2 separate regions of the Sus scrofa genome follow, and region 2 is linked to region 1. Evidence: chromatin contacts called from public HiChIP or PLAC-seq data. All regions are on one chromosome and are shown on one strand. The core of a region is the stretch at or near the end of the contact, and the rest is flanking DNA. Distances in the headings are between cores, read along the strand shown. Region 1 overlaps MTMR2 (myotubularin-related protein 2). Region 2 holds the start of MTMR2 (myotubularin-related protein 2).

Region 1 (3,585 bases), core at 500-2,999:
TTTTAAGAAAATAATCAAAGATGCCAACAGAAGATATTTATTTTAGCTATGTTCAAAATACTAAAGATCCAATATTAGAAAAATCATTAGAAGAAGAATGATACACCTTTATAATGAGTACTATTAAAGTATTTTCCAGAATATTTGATGAAAAGAAGTAATTCTTATAACATTAAGAGGAAAAACAATGATAACAAAATAATCAATACATAAATGCACAGAAAAAAAAAAACAGTGAGAAAAATATATCGAAGTTTAGTGATATAATTTATTCTTTACTTACTTATTCTTTACTTTTTTTATGCCTTCCTAGATTTTATGTTGTCTATGACATGCTTTATAATCAGAAAAATGTTCCAATAATTGAAAGAAGTGAACATAAGTCTTTTTAAAAAAGAGATATTTCGGAGTTCTCATCGTGGCACAGTGGTTAACCAATCCGACTAGGAACCATGAGGTTGCGGGTTCGATCCCTGCCCTTGCTCAGTGGGTTAAGGATCCGGCGTTGCTGTGAGCTGCGGTTTGGGTCGCAGACGCGGCTCAGATCCCACGTTGCTATGGCTCTGGCGTAGGCCGGTGGCTACAGCTCCGATTAGACCCCTAGGCCTGGGAACCTCCATATGCGGCGGGAGCAGTCCTAGAAAAGGCAAAAAGACAATTAAAAAAAAAAAAAAATGAGGAATATAACATCTTGCCTTACTGCTTTTTCTGCTTTATACTCTTTCCTCCTCCTTTCATCCTCGAGAACATTCTAAGTTTCATACCTCCTAATTCATGGTATAAGTTTAGGGAAGAGAACAAGAAATTACTAGAAAAATATATGCTAGTCTCTAGGGTACCGGCTTCATATACACATTGGCTCATTTTTCCTTTAAGGGGAAATATACAGTTTGACAGAGAATGCCTGGAATTCACAATGTTCTCAAAAGCACTAAACAAGGACAGAAATAATTAGATTCATGCTCCATAATTTAATTAAAGGATGATCATCCCAGCATTGTTTATAACAGCAAAACAAAAAACAAAAACACAAATAACCTAAAGGTCCAGAAACAACTGGTGTTACTAGTTATCATACCATTAAAATGTTAGAGATGAGTATATACTGGCATTAAAAAAAACAGTGTCAATTTAAAAAAAGAAGTTGTAATCATTCTTCTGTTTCAAACATATGTGTGCATAGGTATGCACATAGGTCTGCAAGTATAACCAAGGGTTGACGGTATTTCTCTAAGATGTAGGATGTTGTATGATTTGGGTTTTTTGTGTTTTTTTGTTTTTGTTGTTTTGGTTTTTTTTTTTTTTTTTTGCTTATCTGTAAAATAACTTTTTTTTTTTTTTTTTTTTTTGGCCATACCCACAGCCTATGGAAGTTCCTGGCCCAGGGATCAAACCCAAGCCACAGCTACAACCTATGCCAAATTCTTTACCCACTGTGCAGGGCCAGGGATTGAACGCACGCTGCCCTGGATACAGTGCTAGATCCTTAACCCTCTGCATCATAGCGGGCACTTCATGCAAGATAATTTTGTAAAGCTAAATTGTATCTCTTCTCTTTCCTTCTCCAATGGTAGATCAGGAGTTTAAACTGATCAGAATTACAGACTGTCAACTGAATCAGAATTTCTATTTCCATAATGCCAATATTTACTCTATAGCAGCAATCAGGACCACTGCTCAACTGCAAGTCTTCAGTCTGAATAGCTTGTACAGGTGGAGGGCTGCCAGAAGAGGGCAGCACTGGTCACCAAGAACACCTCATGATTTCTACAACAGTGCCGTGCAGACTTCAGTCAGCCATAAGCTCACTGCCCAGTTTGGAGAAGGCAGAGAGAAACTCATAGGTGCTGAACACCTATTTCTACATACGTAAGCAGAGCTATGCACTATTTTTTATCAACTTACTTTTCCCCTAAAACAATTCTTGTTAGTTGTTTTGATGCTCATTAAATACGAAAATTAAAGTCTAAAAAGATTAACTGACTCAATCATACTATCAAACAGGAGAGCCAGGATGAGAATCTACATCTTTATTTCTGAAAAGCCTGAACTCTTTATGCTATAATGTGGCTCCTACCAAATTCAAGTTGATTCATGAAACTGTAACTATAATCTTAACTAGTTAAAAGATGATCTCACCTTATTGGCAACAGCATTAACACTTGGCCGGGCATCAAATATAAAGATTTTATGAGATTGGGCATTGGAGTCCATAATGGCTTGAAGGTATTTTTCATCTTCCTTGCTTCGCTTCCCACTCACTCCTACCATGGGCTGGCTACACCTAGTGATTGTGGCTTGACTTTCAGGATGAATCCATGATAAAACCTTAAAAAGAGGGGGGAAAATGGCAACACATTTAACATGTTTCTCTGTTAATAATTCTTCTTTAAAACATTACTCTATAAAACTCTGCTTTCTAACTAGATCCAAAGCCTAGGATATAAAAGGCTGCTATGAAAAATCATCACCTGGAGTTCCCATCATGGCGCAGCGGAAACGAATCTGACTAGGAACCATGAGGCTTCAAGTTTGATCCCTGGCCTCACTCAGTGGGTTATGGATCTGGTGTTGCCATGACCTGTGGTACTGGTCGCAGACATGGCTTGGATCCTGCACTGCTGTGGTGTAGGCCAGCAGCTACAGCTCCAATTAGACCCCTAGCCTGGGAACTTCCATATGCCGTGGGTGCAGCCCTAAAAAACAGACAAAAGACAAAAAAAAAAAAAAAAAAAAAAAAAAAAAAAAAAAAAGATCACCTTTCTTTCAAACCAACTCCGGCATGTGGAAAACTTAGTCTAATTCTTTAATTAGATACTGATTTATGAAAGTCATTAACTATTGGCACTGCTGTCTCTAGAAAAAAATACATTAAAGGAGACAATGTAAACTTCACTTTTAAGGTCTTAGTACTAGATCTGCAAAACTGCCCAACTATAAAATCTTCAGAGTCTGTGAATTTTTGTACCTAAAATTATTTGAGCTGATCTAAAAAGATCATAAATTCATCTTTCAATTCATCATACATTTGATTAACATCAATTTTATCAAAATTGATGAATTTTATTTTCAAATAGTATCAAATTTGATAAATCTGATGAGCAATTCACCATAAATTTGTAAAGTTTTCTTCTTTCTGGGATTTAAAGGAAAAGAGCATGTACCACCATGCCTAAGAAGTATAAGATAAAGAAATAGTGAATAATACAGAGCCAACTTTGTTTTCAAGTTAAGAACCATGTAATTCTGAGCAACTCACTAATGCTCATTTCAAATTCCAGAAACCTCAGCATTATGTGGGGTACAAAAGCAATGAGACAGTTCCATCACCGCTTCACACTTACTGGGATACGGCCCCTTGATCTGAAGGATGCTACTCTCTTTAATTCTTCATCAGGAATATTTGCCGGCACAACCAAGAGGGCAGGATATGTATCACAAAGCTCATATCGCTCATTTACCTTTGTTATTCTCCAGCTTTCATTCGGAATTCCCTACATGTGAAACAGAACATAAGACAAAGTACTACCTAACAAAAATATTTTAAAACATCAGAACAGAAGCCTCCTATTCAACTTCTCCCAA
Region 2 (3,114 bases), core at 380-2,879, 89 kb after region 1:
ACATAATCACACAAAGAAAAATTTTTCTCTCCTGGGTATTCAATCTACAAATTCAAAAATGCATTTAATAAGCATCTCTGACAGACAGGGTCTCTGTTAAATGCTGGTGATATGAAGATAAATAAGATATACTCCTCATCCTCAGTAGTTTATAGCCTAATAGAGAAGACAATTAAACCAGCAATTACACTCTGCTTGTTAAGGACGCTGAAAGATAGCTGGGCAGGTTGCTATTAACCAGTATAGGAAAAGAATCTAATTTAGAATGGTGGGACCAGCTTATGAGTTCCTGAACAGCAACAGGAAAAAAAAGTGGTAGTATCACGCAGGTTTAGCAGAGTCCAAAATGAATTATGAGACACAACAACTTCAACTCACAAGGAAAAAAAAGAAAATTATGTTTTCACACAATGGCTTAGTAACTCTCTAATAACTATTTCTTGAAAATAATTTGATTTCATTGCGGCTATATAACAATTACAAATCTTTTTAATTTCCTAATAAAATTTTAAATCACAATCTGAAAACCCAAAGAAAAAAACTGCATCAGAAACATACATATGTAACATTTACGACAGCTCCCTGCGAAGCTGCATACTAAAATTCTGCTCAAAATTCCAGGGGAAAAAAATCCCATTTAGTACATGAGAAATAACCTGGAGAACCGATGGCCCAAGAAGGGAGAAAACTACCACTCATCAGTTAATCAGGAATAATGACTTTCAGCTGTAAGATTTAGACCAGAAACGCACAGCGGTGGGGCATTTTTACTTACATTTAAAACAAAGTTGGGGGGATGGAGATTGGAGTGTAAGGAAAACTGTAAAAAAAATAAAATAAAATAAGAGAAGGGAAAGTGAGGAAAAGGTGAGAAAGAACCCAAAAACCAAACGACGGATGAAAGAAAAACTAAAGGCTGGTTCTGGAAAGAGTGGTCAAGAGACGAAAAAAAAAAAAAAAAAGGCAGGGAGGAAATGAGGGAAAAGGGGAGAGAGCTGGGGGAAGGGCTGTTCCAAGAAATGAATTTAGAGGCAATAAGCGATCAGAGAAAGCAAAGGAATGGCTCCTGCAACTGCGAATAAAACGACATGAGAATATGGGGGTGGGACTGATAAAGAAGCAATGAGTTTTAATCTCCTCTTTCCCAGTCTCCAACCCCCAGTGAGGGAGGAAGAAGCGGTTTCCAGTCCTAGGAAAGGAATTCCGGCGCAGCCTTCTTGAACCAGAATCCAGAATTGGGGTACCATCCAGCAGATCCCCGGCCCCTCTCCATCCCCCTCGGACGCTAGGCGGGGCCCTGGGCGTCCCGGTTACCTGGACAGGGAATCCACGCTGGGCGGCCGTGCTACCACCGGCTGGGAGCCAAGACTCTCGCAGCTCGAGCTTTTCTCCATGGCTCGGCGGGGATAGCGGGAGGAAAAAGCTGCAGCGACCTTCTCGGCTACCGGGCAGAAGGAGCGGAGGGTGGAGTGCGTCGGGGAAGGACCGCGGTCAGGCCCGCGCCGGCCCGGGAGGGAGACCGGAAGCGGCCATGTTCCCCCAGCCTGCACCGCGCGCGGGGGCTGCCGGGGAGCCGGCGGACCCCGCGGCGCCCCTCGGTCGACTGCTTTGACGCGGCTCGCGCACTTGCGCAGTAACGGGGCGGGGGGGAAAGGCAGGTGAAGGAGATGAGCTGCTAATATCACTACCTACTTCGTAAGAGTTGTTACTGGATGGAATGGACTAATATGTATAAACAGTTTGTAGCACCACTTCAAAAACGGTAGCTGTAGGCAGGGAAGCTATAGGCAGGGGGCAGAGAAGTAAGACGTGATTGATGTGAGAGGGTAATGTGAAATATATGACAAGTAGGGGAAAAAGTTAATGCTCATCGTTCTATTTCCATTGCATCCCTGAGCCAGCATTGTAGAGAGGGCACTAGAAAAGAAGCTGAAACTTTAAGCCCTGCTGTGATTTGAATTGAAGTCTGTGTGATCTAGAAGTATCTGAAGGAAAAAATCACTTTGGAATTAATCCATTGTCCACACAGAAAGGTATGGGAAGAGGAAATGGGGAGGGAATTGTTAAATGTACCAAAAAATTAGACACATATACCACTGGGTGCAGTGGTGTCGGATAGAGGGCAAACTTGTAGGGATCTTTCCCTGCCCTCTCAAATTCCCAGGCAGGGCAGGAAGGGAGGGGAGAGTAATAGAACTGTGATAAGAGAACAGGAACTGGGTGAAGGGGAAATGCTTCTGCTGGTAATTTTCTGTTACAGAGGATAAAGGAAGGACATAGAAAGGATACCAAAAAGAATTTTGTTGATTGAGACTGAGTCTCCATCACCTGACGTATATGGTATAAAAATATGCGAAGATTATTTTTGTAAAAATTTAGCCAGTCATTTTATAAACAAAACAGTTCCCTGCTAAGATAAATGGCATTATGTTGATTTAAACTAGATTTAATGTATACTGACAACTAATGTTTTTAAGAAAATCTTGAAGTGTAGGGCCAGTGAAATACGAATTTGCGAGTACATTCCCCTGAAAAACCACCAGCCTGGTTGTGTTCCACATAAACTAGGGTGTTTATTAATATGAATGAACATACATTTAAGCAAAAAGACTTGGCCTTTCTCTTCCAGCTTGGCAGGGACAGGATGGCATTTGTAAAGAGATCTCATTTGTAAAGAGATCTTAATTGTATTTCTTAACCTTAACTGATAGGCAAAGAGAAGAGGTGTTTGAGAATTCTTAACAAGCATAAACATCTACAATGAGTCATAAAAGAATCTGCTTATTGCTTCTCCACCCCTACTTACCCTCCAAAATGCTGGCTCACTGTCACATTATACCTTGACATAGATTTTTCCAAGCTAAATTTGGTAAGGACTTAAATCCTTAAATAGTAGACCCATATTCTTTCTACTACTCAGTTAATTTCTAGCAGCATTGCCTTCACAGAGCGCTTGAAACCATCTGCCTGATAGTATAATAGTTTGTGTATGTGTTTATTTGATGATTAATAAAGAACAATAATGTTAAGTGTAAAGACTTCGAAACCAGACAAATCTGAAATGGAATCCTGATTCTTTCACATACCTGCTCTATGATTTTGATTTCATTGCTT

What was found. HiChIP or PLAC-seq counts read pairs in DNA pulled down with a chosen protein or histone mark.
Region 2: an H3K27ac HiChIP or PLAC-seq map of alveolar macrophages shows a contact between it and region 1. The contact joins the promoter of MTMR2 here to the enhancer-like site in region 1. A contact is called at or near these places in 8 of 47 Hi-C or Micro-C datasets (embryonic fibroblasts, heart right ventricle, liver and 3 more) and 1 of 2 datasets of contacts at active chromatin or transcription factors (alveolar macrophages).

The regions. Positions count from the first base shown.
Region 1 is chr9:27,883,837-27,887,421 of Sscrofa11.1, forward strand. MTMR2 (myotubularin-related protein 2) reads right to left here. Exons shown (of 16, transcript XM_003357252.4): 9 at 3,345-3,494; 10 at 2,140-2,328. Among named protein-coding and RNA genes, the nearest start is that of FAM76B, 72 kb to the left of the region's middle. Within about 2 kb of position 1,750, at least 6 of the 83 cell types and tissues checked have an H3K27ac peak or open chromatin away from gene starts, as enhancers often do. A contact at or near this core is called in alveolar macrophages, where this site is marked.
Region 2 is chr9:27,972,819-27,975,932 of Sscrofa11.1, forward strand. MTMR2 (myotubularin-related protein 2) reads right to left here and starts at 1,630. Exons shown (of 16, transcript XM_003357252.4): 1 at 1,315-1,630.